Regions from separate parts of the Rattus norvegicus genome. Here region 2 is linked to region 1. Evidence: chromatin contacts called from public Hi-C data. All regions are on one chromosome and are shown on one strand. The core of a region is the stretch at or near the end of the contact, and the rest is flanking DNA. Distances in the headings are between cores, read along the strand shown. Region 1 overlaps Opa3 (outer mitochondrial membrane lipid metabolism regulator OPA3). Region 2 holds the start of Rtn2 (reticulon 2).

What was found. Hi-C and Micro-C count contacts between places; a contact is called where the count stands out from the background.
Region 2: a Hi-C map of mammary epithelial cells shows a contact between it and region 1, with 3 times the contacts expected there. The contact joins the promoter of Rtn2 here to the enhancer-like site in region 1. A contact is called at or near these places in 10 of 12 Hi-C or Micro-C datasets (the A7r5 cell line, the Rat2 cell line, Schwann cells and 6 more).

The regions. Positions count from the first base shown.
Region 1 is chr1:88,016,609-88,022,073 of GRCr8, reverse strand. All of the region lies in intron 1 of Opa3 (outer mitochondrial membrane lipid metabolism regulator OPA3), which reads right to left. Among named protein-coding and RNA genes, the nearest start is that of Opa3, 9.9 kb to the right of the region's middle. Within about 2 kb of position 3,168, at least 9 of the 93 cell types and tissues checked have an H3K27ac peak or open chromatin away from gene starts, as enhancers often do.
Region 2 is chr1:88,060,266-88,065,730 of GRCr8, reverse strand. It overlaps Rtn2 (reticulon 2), which reads right to left and starts at 2,439. Exons shown (of 10, transcript NM_201562.3): 1 at 2,406-2,439. The coding sequence starts at 2,439. It overlaps Ppm1n (protein phosphatase, Mg2+/Mn2+ dependent 1N), which reads left to right and starts at 5,031. Exons shown (of 5, transcript NM_001106231.2): 1 at 5,031-5,465. The coding sequence starts at 5,057.

The sequences.
Region 1 (5,465 bases), core at 1,919-4,418:
CAAGGCTGCCTCTGAACTCCTCCTGTTTCTGCCTCTGTGGGCTGGGATTCCCAGTTGTGCACAGCACATCCCCTCCTGTCTGCCCCACTGACTCACAGTTCTTCCTTCTAGAACAGCTCCAGGCACACGCAGGCACTAACTACAAGGAATGGTGACTAACTCCTACTGACTCCCACAGAATGACCTTTGCCTATGCTCCCCACCAGACCTGGACGGACCAGCTGGGCGTAAGAGAGGGACACCTAGGAGTCCCAGAGACTGAGGCTCAGTGTGCTTGGAGCTGGGCGGTCCTGGGTTCCGGTCTGCACCTGCTGTTTAGTTGCTGTGACTGGTCAGGGTTCCAAATATCTGCATCCCACTTTGCAAATGTGGAGAGCAGCAATAGGGGAGGGAGCACACGTGTCCCCGCATATGGCTCAAGGGTGGTGGCTCACTATCCCAGAAGTAAGCGAGGACTGTAGCAATCTGATGGGGACCGAAGGGCTGTCTACAAGCGTGGAGCTGGAGCTGAGCCCTAGAGCTCTGTGGTTAAGGTCAGGTTGTCTGGCTCGAAGCCCGTGCTGAGCCATTCCCCATCTCCTGCCTTGAGGCCTCAGTTTCTTCATCTGTGCAGCTTAAAATGGCCACAGTAGAGGTATGCAGACCTCTAATTCCAGCACTTGGGAGGCTGAGAATTAAGACTGTTTCAGACTAGCCTAAGTTACATAGAAAGACTGTTTTAGTGAGGGTTTTACTGCTGTGAACAGACACCATGACCAAGGCAAGTCTTATAAGGACACCATTTAACTGGGGCTGCCTTACAGGCTCAGAGGTCCAGTCCATTATCTTCATAGCAGGAACATGGCAGTGTCCGGGCAGGCATGGTGCAGGAGGAGCAGAGAATCTTACGTCTTCATCTGAAGGCTGCTACGAGAAGACTGGCTTCCAGGCAGCTAGGATGAGGGTCTTAAGCCCACACCCACAGTGACACACCCACTCCAATAAGGCCACACCTCCAAATAGTGCCATTCTCTGGGCCAAGCATATACAAACCATCACAAAGACCTTGTCTCAAAACAAAGATACAGGCCTCTCTTTCCCACATCAGGGCAGCACACGACCAGGACACAACAGTCTACCACAGGCTTTGAAAGAACATTTTCCATCTTCACAACCTCTCTACCCTCCCCACCCCAAACCCCACCTCTGAACAAGTTTTCACATAGCCTAGGCTGGCCTGGAGCTTGCTGGTCACTGAGTGTGACCTTGAGCTCCTGACCCTACTACCCCACCTTTCAAGTGCGGGATTTACAGGCTGTGTCTCCATATCTGGCCAGTTGCTTTCACTCCCACTCCCTAGCAAAGAGCATAGGGCCTCAATGCACACTATTACTAAACTATGTCCGCAAGCCCCTCCTGAAGGATAAAATGCATGCTGGGTGTGAGGCTTTAGAGATGGCCAGTGGTTAAGAGCAGTCGGTGACTGCTCATCTCGAAGACCTGAGTTCAGTTCCCAGCAACCACACAGCAGCTGACAGCTGCCTATAACTTCAGTTCCAGGAGATCCAACACTATATCTTCTGAACTCCTCAGGTACCAGGCATGTGCTTCAGTTAAAGAAAAGAAATAAGAAGCCTGGTGCTCAGAGCCCTAGCAGCCTTACTGAGGTCATGAGAACTGCCTGAATTAAAAAAAAAAAAAAAATGTCAGCAAGAAGAAGGCAGCATCACCAAACCATTTAGAGGTGCTTTCCTGTCTAGCCAGCAGGAGGTCCGACTCCAGGTTTGGTGGCTGGTTTGAGAGGAGTACAAACTCTCTTGGAAACACCCACTATCAGGCAGCTACTCAGTTGGCTTTCTGTGCCTGTCAGCAGTTAGAGCAAGCTCAGATGCTGGACAGAGCTGAAGAACTGACTCAGGCGCCCTCTCCTGTCCACTCAGAGTACTGCAGGCAGCCTGGGTCAGGAGAGTGTGATACAGCACTATAAATCACCCGCCTTCAATCACAGTGGAAGGACCTGAAGAGGTTGCTTGTTTTTGTGCTATGGAGACAGAAGCAGGCTAGGCACTTAGCTATATGCCCCCTATGTTGTTCTGAGACAATCTCACATAGCCCAGGCTGACCTCAGACTTGTTAAGTAGCTGAGAATGACCTTAAAGCCTTGGTCCTCCTGCTTCCACTTCTCAAATGTCAGGTGTGTGCCACCAAGCCTAGCCACAGTTGGTTAAAAACTTCATTTTCAGACAGGCCCAGTGGCCATGCTTGGCCCTAAACTCACAACCACCCAGCACCAGCCTCTTGAGTAGCTGGGATTACAGGAGTACAGCACTCTGTCAAGTGGCAAGAGTTGTAGTTGGGGGGGTTGGGAATGGGGGTGGGGTGGAGGAGCATCCCAATGTCAGCCCAGACCTGCTCTGAGGACTCACAGTGAGTACCACTCTGTTTGAGGCAGGATTTCACTCTTTGGCCCAGGTTGGCCTTGAATTATCAGCAATCCTCCTATCTTCTGAGGGTTGGAATTAGAGATGTGAGTCACCATGACATTGTTTTATGTAAACAACAGCACTGGGGTGGGTAGCATGGATAAAGAACTCTAAAGTACAATTAAGGAAGACCAGGCATAGGGCCCAGGCCTTTAATCTCAGCACTCAGGAGCCAGACAGGTGTTTCTCTGCGAATGTGAGGCCAGCCTGGTCTACAGAGTTCCAGGATAGACAGGACTACACAGTGAGACCTTGCTTCTAAAAACAGAGAGAGAGAGAGAGAGAGAGAGAGAGAGAGAGAGAGAGAGAGAGAGAGAGAGAGAGAGAGAATATGAATGAATTAATGCTAGTCCTCATTTTTTTTTTTTTTTTTTGGAGCTGGGGACTGAACCCAGGGCCTTGCGCTTGCCAGTCCTCATTTTTAAAAAATACTTACATACATTATCTTAGCAAGATATGTAACTGGTCACAATGAATGATGCATGTGCGCGTGCATGCACACACAGGCGCACACACACAAAGGAAAGTGTTTCCTTAGTAGGAGAGGAGCATCTTGAGTGTTTGGAGGTCAACAGCAACAGTCTGGCTGCCACACACGGGAGCTGATGTGACACTCTCAAAACTATAAATAGATCTTGGGGACCTGACCTTCTCTGGAGAGCATTAAAAATAAAAATGCCAGTGCTTCCCCAGGTCAGCTGGGCCAGGCCATGTCGGTGGCACTCCTGAGCATCTCAGGCAAATACCCACACAGCCACATTGTGCCTACTGGTCACCTACCTGCTGTTCAGCCAACCGTTTACGCAAGCAGCTGTACTTGATCTGGCATTTCCAGCTCCTCCCGACCTAACTCCTAACTTCCTTCCTTGAGCAGGCTCTCACCATGGAGCCCAGGCTGGCCTGGGTTAGGTTGGCTTCCAGTTGACAGAGACCTACCTGCCTCTGCCTGTTTTGGGATTAAAAACGTGCACAGCACACACCATGGCCCTTTCTATGTGAGTGTGTATTGCCAGAATGGACTCAGGGCCTTGTGCATGCTAATCAAGCACAGAACTACTGGGCTACACCAGCACTAGCCTTTCTTCTCTTTTTTTCATATTTGTTTTTTGAGATGGTTTTCAGGGGCCCAGCTGCCCTGAGACAACTAAGCCTCCTGCCCCAGCCATTTAGGTGCTGGGACAGGTCTGATACTGCACCTGGGTTTCTTTCTTTAGTTTCTAGATAGGATCTCACTGTATAGCCCAGGCTTGCCTAGGACTTGAGATCTCCTTTGGGATTGTTGGCAAGTGCCACCATGCCTGGCTAGGCCTAGTTCTCCAACTGAGGTGTGACCTGTTGGGGCTGTCATTTCTAGATGTTTTAGTGGTTCTATCTTTCCAGTTTCCTGGTAATTTTCAATTTTACTTGTGTTTATTATTCCTCTTTTTTACCTTTTTATTTTTAACATATACACTTAGGTATTTTTGGTTTTGATTTTTTGTTTTTGTTTTTTTGGGGGACAGTCTCATGTAGCTCAGGCTGATTCCAAACTCAAAATATAGCCAAGGATGCCCATGAGCTTCTGATCCTCCTGCCTCCACCTCAAGAGTGCTGGGTAAGGTGGCGTGTAACCACACCCTTTATGCACTGCTGGGCTATGACTCTACCCACTGAGCCCCAGGCTCATCTTTAAACCTGGCGATTTTAAGTTCACATCTGGCAATATTGTAATTTGCAGCGTTTCCAGATCTCAACTTGCCAGACTCTCTTCAGGCTCCTGCCCAGTGTGGTGCCCCCTTGTCTACAGAGAATACATTTTTCTGTTGTAGTCCCACAGTATCACATGAGCTTCTCTAAGCCAAGAGGCATGGCAGACACATTCCTTTTTAGCAGAATATAATTTAGGCTGTAAACCCACAGAAGGACTAGCCAGTGGCCACAAGCTCAGGGGACAACATGTCCATGTAGAGGCTGAGGGGACAGCCAGTGCTAGAGCAGGTGTCTAGTATACATGGGCTTTTAGGTTCTATGTCCAGTACAAAATAATATTAAAGACAACAGTAATGATTAACCTGCCCCACTGCACTGGGAGCTGAGGCTGTGGTCCTCAGGGCGGCTTGCAGGTAGCCTCTTACCCAGCTTCCCTGCAGCATGCCTCCCGTCCCCCAGGCCTTTAGAGGCTGGAAAGGTCCCAAACCATCAGTGGCCTGGTCTAGCCCTTCCCTTGCTGTAGGAGACCTGGCCTCTCTTTCTGAAGAACTCAAACACTCAGTTTATAAGAAGGTGTGGCTCGGCGTGGAGCATTTACAGGCAGGCTGGGGCAGTGGATGCTTTTGCAGATGCTTGTGAGTTTGACTTTCTCATTTGTCTTTATTCCCAGCTATTTTCCCAAAGTGAGCTTCTTTTAGCCCTAGTTATGTGCCTCCATTGCTAAAGTGCTTTGTTTAAGAAAGAGCCTAATGAGTCCTAGGCTGACCTATAACTCAGTCCAGAACCGAGGACTAATGACCGAACTCCAGATCTCTAGCCTCTACCTCCCCAGTGCAGAAGTTACAGGTGTGCGCCACCTGCCCACTGGAGCTCAGTGTGATGCAGGTGTTCTCATGCATCAGCCTCCCATTTGCTGGATTACAGGCCTGTGCTACCATGCTTGGCTCTAACTGTAGCTTCTGATCAAACAGCCATTGTTCACAGGCTAGAACTGGAGAGAGGAGGCCCAGACTTGCCTGTGAGAGCCAACTTGAGCAGGGCTCACAACCCACACAGTTTGCAAGTCCTAAGCATGAGCTAGAGCAGGTGTTAACAGCACAGGAGCCAGCATTACCATGATAGGAACAACAGAAAGAAACATGGCACCACACTTTTATGTATTTCAACTAACATTCACAACAGCACTTAGGGGTTAGGCCAGGGCTACAGTGTGGCTCAGTGGTAGAGCCCTGCCTAGAATCCCCCAGTGAGGGGCTGGGGGCGTGGCTCAGTGGTAGAGCCCCTGCCTAGCATGCTTGAGGCCCTGAGTTCAAC
Region 2 (5,465 bases), core at 1,190-3,689, 44 kb before region 1:
ATCTAGTTTTAAGGCAGCAGTTCTCAACCTTTGGGTCTTGACCTCTTTGGAGGAGGTCTAACGACCCTTTCACAGGGGTCGCCTAAGATCAGATATTTATAATTCATAACAGTAGAAAAGTTAAATTACAAAGTAGCAATGAAAATAGTTTTACAGTTGGGGGGTCACGACAACATGCAGAACTATATTAAAGGATCACGGCTTTAGGAAGGTTGAGGACCACTGTCAGGGATCAGACGCCCTCTTCTGGCCGCAGTGGGCACTGCATGTGATGCACAGACATACATGAAGGAAAAACATCATACACATATAAAATAAAAATGGGGTGCTGGAGAGCTGGCTCAGCGGTTAAGAGCAGTGACTGCTCTTCCAGAAGTCATAAGTTGAATTCCCAGCAACCACATGGTGGCTCACAACCATCTGTAATGGGGTCTGATGCCCTCTTCTGGTGTGTCTGAAGACAGTGACAGTGTACTCATATAAATGAAGTAAATAAATAATTCTAAAAAGAAAGATAAAATAAAAATGGAAAGATGGATCAATGGCTAAGAGCACTTGTTACTCTTGTAGAGGTCCTGAGTTCAATTCCCAGCACCCACATAGTGGCTTACAACTATCTATACTGAGATCTGATGCCCACTTCTGGCATGCAGGTATACATGATGACAGAGTTCTTATATGCATAAAATGAATTACTCTTAAAAATAAATAAAATTAATTAATTAGAGGAACAGAAGAGGAAGGGGAGGATGAGAGGAACATAGAAACAGAGGGGTCTTAGAAGTTCTGAACCAGGTCCAAGGATGTGCATCTCACAAAACACAAAGCCCCAGGTTGGATGGCCAGCATGAAATAAACAGGGTGTGTTGGTGCACGCTTGTAAACCCAATATGGGAGAGGTGGAGGCAGGAGGATCTGAATCTCAAGGCTAACTTCATATTGCTACATACACAGTACATACAATCCAAGCCCAATCTGGACTACTAGAAGCTTTATGTCAGTGTTCAAGGTAGGAGCCTTGGGAGGTTTCTGTGCATTCAGTCATGCATTCATTCAGTCATGCATGCACTGAGCACACATTATGTGGCAGGCACTGTTCTAGGTTCCAGAGGGCTATGTTGTGGACAAACTAGACAAAATCCTGACTTCATAAAGTTATACTCTGTGGAAGAGTCCGTAAAACATCGAGTCCAACAGAGTCAGGGAGATGGAGCTCTGCTTGACACAGAGTAGTAGTTTCCAAGGCTTTTCTGATGGCATCAGACCTCAGATGCCTTGGGAGTAGTTTCCAAGGCTTTTCTGATGGCATCAGACCTCAGATGCCCCCCTTCCAGACAGAGGGGAAGGTCAGTCAAAGCTCCTGGGGTAGGCGCTGTGATAAGAACAGGAAAAGAGAGGGGTATGAAGGTGTGAGTGGAGGGGGGTGGCAGATTATAGATGAGGACGAGAGAGGTGGGGCTGGCTGGGGACAGGACTGCACCGTCTCCCCCTTGTGATTTCGGCTGAAGATGAGATCTTTGGACGCTGGGAGGAGGGGAATGAAACTAAAAATGTCCAAATCGCACATTCTCAGAACTTGGGCATCTGGATACCCAAGACGTGCAAGTGGCTAGATCTGCTGGCGTCGGCATCCCCAGCTGTCAGAACCACCCTGTGTCGGACGCACGGGTAAACACCGACTGCCAGAGCCAATGGCTCAGAGTGGAGCAGGATGACACAAGGGGCTTGGGACCGGGAAGCCAGACTCTCGAACTAACTTAGGGGCTCTGCACACAGGAGAGCCTCGACAGCCTTCGAAAATAGAAACCCGACCCCATACCCCGTCTCATTTCCTCACCTGGGCAACCAGAGGCCTGAAGAGGAGTGTGATCTTCAGCAGGGTTACTACTGAGTGGAAAAGCCCGCTAAAGACTCAGTAGACTTGGCACCAACCCAGGGATGGCTGTTTTCTGAGGATAGGGGATCGGACACCCAGAGTGATATTATGAGTGTTTTTTGGGCAGATCATGAGGGTGAGATGCAAAAATGGATGCTGAGGGGAGTCGGATCCTTCTATTCCATCCTGACTCAACCCCTCAGCTGCGGCCAGCACCAGGGCCGGGGACAGCTCCCCACACTCTTGCTCCTTCTCACATCGGGCGGGGCAACCCAATCCAGCGCCCCACGGCCCCCCCCGGCGATCTCTATGACCCCCCCCACACCTCCACCCCATTGCACTGGGTCTTCCGGGTCAGGATGCCCCAGTTGCCTCCAAAGCGCGGGGGGGAGGGGAGGGGAAGGATTCCTTTGTCTCCTTCCCTGCAGCCCGGCTTTCCCTCGAGCCCGCGCACAGAAGATGGAGACCCTAGGAGGATCCCACCCGGTTTTCTGTGCCCCACACCAGGCCGGAGCCTCTCTATACTCACTGCAGTGGGCGAAGACCGGCAGGACCTGCCCCATGGCCCCCCTCGGGCCTGCATCGGGACCCCCGCCCACTCCGGCCGTGCCGCCCTGGGCCTGGGGCCACGGGCACTCATCTCCACCGCGTCCACGACGCCGCCGCCATCCTCCGGGGCTGCCCCAGCAGCCGCCGCCGCCACCACCGCCGCCACCGCCGCCGCCCTCTGCTCCGCACGGCGCGAGAGGGCGGGGCCGCGGAGGAGCAGGCACTGCAGCGCTGGGTCCCGGGGTGGGGCCTAGAATTGAAGGCGGGGCTTAAGGGCATGGAGGGAGGGGCCTCCGTTTTAATGGGCGGGGTCTGGGTTTCCGATAGCGCAGCCTTAAAAGTGGGGCGGGGCTTGAGCGGAGTGAGGAGCTGGAGTGCCCAGAATACGCATACTCGGAATGTAACGGTGTTTTAGGGATGGTACTGAGAGAGGGTAGAATATGATGTTCTGGGGTAGAGTCTGAGGCTAGACTTGGAGATGGCGTGGAAAAGAGGTAGGGAAAAATACTCAAAACTTCTTTTCTTTTTTTTTTTTTGGATCTTTTTTTCGGAGCTGGGGACCGAACCCAGGGCCTTGCGCCTGCTAGGCAAGCGCTCTACCGCTGAGCTAAATCCCCAACCCTTCTTTAAAGATTTATTATGTACAGCATTCTGTCTGCATATATGCCTGCGTGCCAAAAGAGGGCGCCAGATGGTTATGAGCCATCATATGGTTGCTGGGAATTGAACTCAGGACCATCTCTCCAGTCCTAACACTTATCTTCTTTTCTTTTTTTTTTTTCTTTTCTTTTTTTTTTTTTTTTCGGAGCTGGGGACCGAACCCAGGGCCTTGCGCTTGCTAGGCAAGCACTCTACCACTGAGCTAAATCCCCAACCCCTCCTAACACTTATTTTTACAATTATTTATTTTTGTGTGTGTAGTTATCTCGTGAAATGTGTTTGCAGGTCACTCTCTTCCAGTCACACGTACATACCCAGAAGGCTTATTCTCACAGTCTTCAGAGTTGGAGCCTTGGGAAGTTCATTCATCCTTTCAACTGTCGTCCACTGAGCATGTATGGTAAGACTAGTACTGTCCTAGGCCCCAGAGGGATATGCTATAAACAAGTTAAACAAAACTCCTATTCTATCCTGACTCTGCCACATCATCAACACCTTTTCTGGGCAGCACCAGGTCCCGGGGTTCCCTCTTTCTACTCAGGTCACCAGGCCTTTACTTCATTGAGTCTTCTTCTTGCTCAACCCAAAGCACGAAAAACTTCTGAGGCTCAGAGAGGAGCTTAGATATGGCTGGGGTTGAGGCAACAGCATAGAATAATGAAATAGATGGAGTTTGAGCTACAGACATAGTCTGGAGAGACTAGGAAGGACAGGTGAGAGGCAGGGGAGGTCAGTGAAATGACCATGAGCAGGAGATAGGACAGCTTTGGGGTTCAAGCTATTGTTACTATAGTTAGGGTTGTTGTTGTTTTGAATTTTCAGACAGGCCTTATGCAGCCTAAAATGGCTTTGAACTCCTAATCCTCTTCCCTCCACTTCCCAAGTGCTGGGATTACAGGCCTTTACCACGTCTGGCTTGGAGGCTACCTTTGACCAGCAAGCATCCAGAAGTCAGAAACAGGAAGATCAAGGAGTTCAAGGCCAGCCTCAGCTACAATAATGTGTTTGAGTCCAGCCTGGGCTACATGAAGATCTGTCTCAAACGAAAAAAGAAAACAAAAAAGGCTTCCTTTAGTCAAAGACATGAGTTCTAGAATTCAAGTCTCTGCAACATAGCTTCCTTTTTTCCGTAATTCAGTTTCCTCTTTTCTAACTTGGTCACATAAAAGCCAGGGGTGGGGATCTTGAGTTTGCTCAGCGGTTAAAAGCACTTGTTCTTACAGAGAAACAAGGTTCAATTCCCAGCACCTACAGGGCAGCTCACAACTGTTTTGCGTTTTTTGAGACTCAAGTCCCAGATCCGACACCCTTTCCTGACCAAGCACACATACAGTGCATATACATGAAGGCAAAACACCTATACACATAAAATAAATGAATCTAAAAATAAACTACAAGAAAAAAAGCCAGCTATGGTGGGTAGGTAGATCTCTGAGTTTGACAGCCTGGTTTACATAGAGATTTCCAAGCTAGTCAAGACTACAAAGTGAGACAGTCTCAAAAACCGATAACAACAAGATTATTATTATTGTTGTTGTTGTTGTTATTATTATTATTATATCCACGTGAAATAGTGTGTGTGGCCTATGATAGAGCTCAGTGGGTAAAGGCGATTGTTGCCAAACCGGATGATCTGAGTTCGAGCCCCAGGACACACAAGGTAGACTAGAACTGACTCTAACAAGTTGCTCTCTGATCTCTACACGCGTTTAATAAGTATAATAAACTTCTAAATGATGCGTTATACCTGTAAGAAAAAGAGCAAATAACTTGCTTTTATGCCCAAAACTCAACAGCGCCTGACCCAGAAAGTGTGGGGAAAGAAGAAACCCATGAATACACCTCATAGTGACCCGACTTCAGGCCAGGTCAAGGGATAGGAAAGAGATTTACTTGGTTTAAAGTCTCACAGGAAAGAGATTAGGGGAGGCGGGGATAGTGAGGGAAATTTCCTGATCCCCCAGCAGGAGGATGGCGGCCTTTGCACACTTGTTGAAGCGACTCGGATGGGCCGCTCGAGCTCAGGAGGTGACGGAGCAAGAGCTGGAGGAGGAGTGCAGCGTCCCGGGCGCTCCTTGGAGACTCCTGGTAGCGCCCCGGTGCTGGCAGAGGTTACACGGGGGTGCGGCGGCCGCATCTGGTCTGCGCTTCGGAGCAAGCGCCGTGCAGGGCTGGCGCGCGCGTATGGAGGACGCGCACTGTGCTCAGTTGGCTTTGCCTGGGCTGCCATCAGGATGGGCTTTTTTCGCGGTCCTGGATGGCCATGGAGGAGCGCGGGCCGCGCGCTTCGGAGCGCGCCACCTCCCGGGTCACGTGCTGGGGGAACTGGGTCCCGCGCCCCGAGAGCCCGATGGTGTGCGCCAGGCTCTTCGTAGCGCCT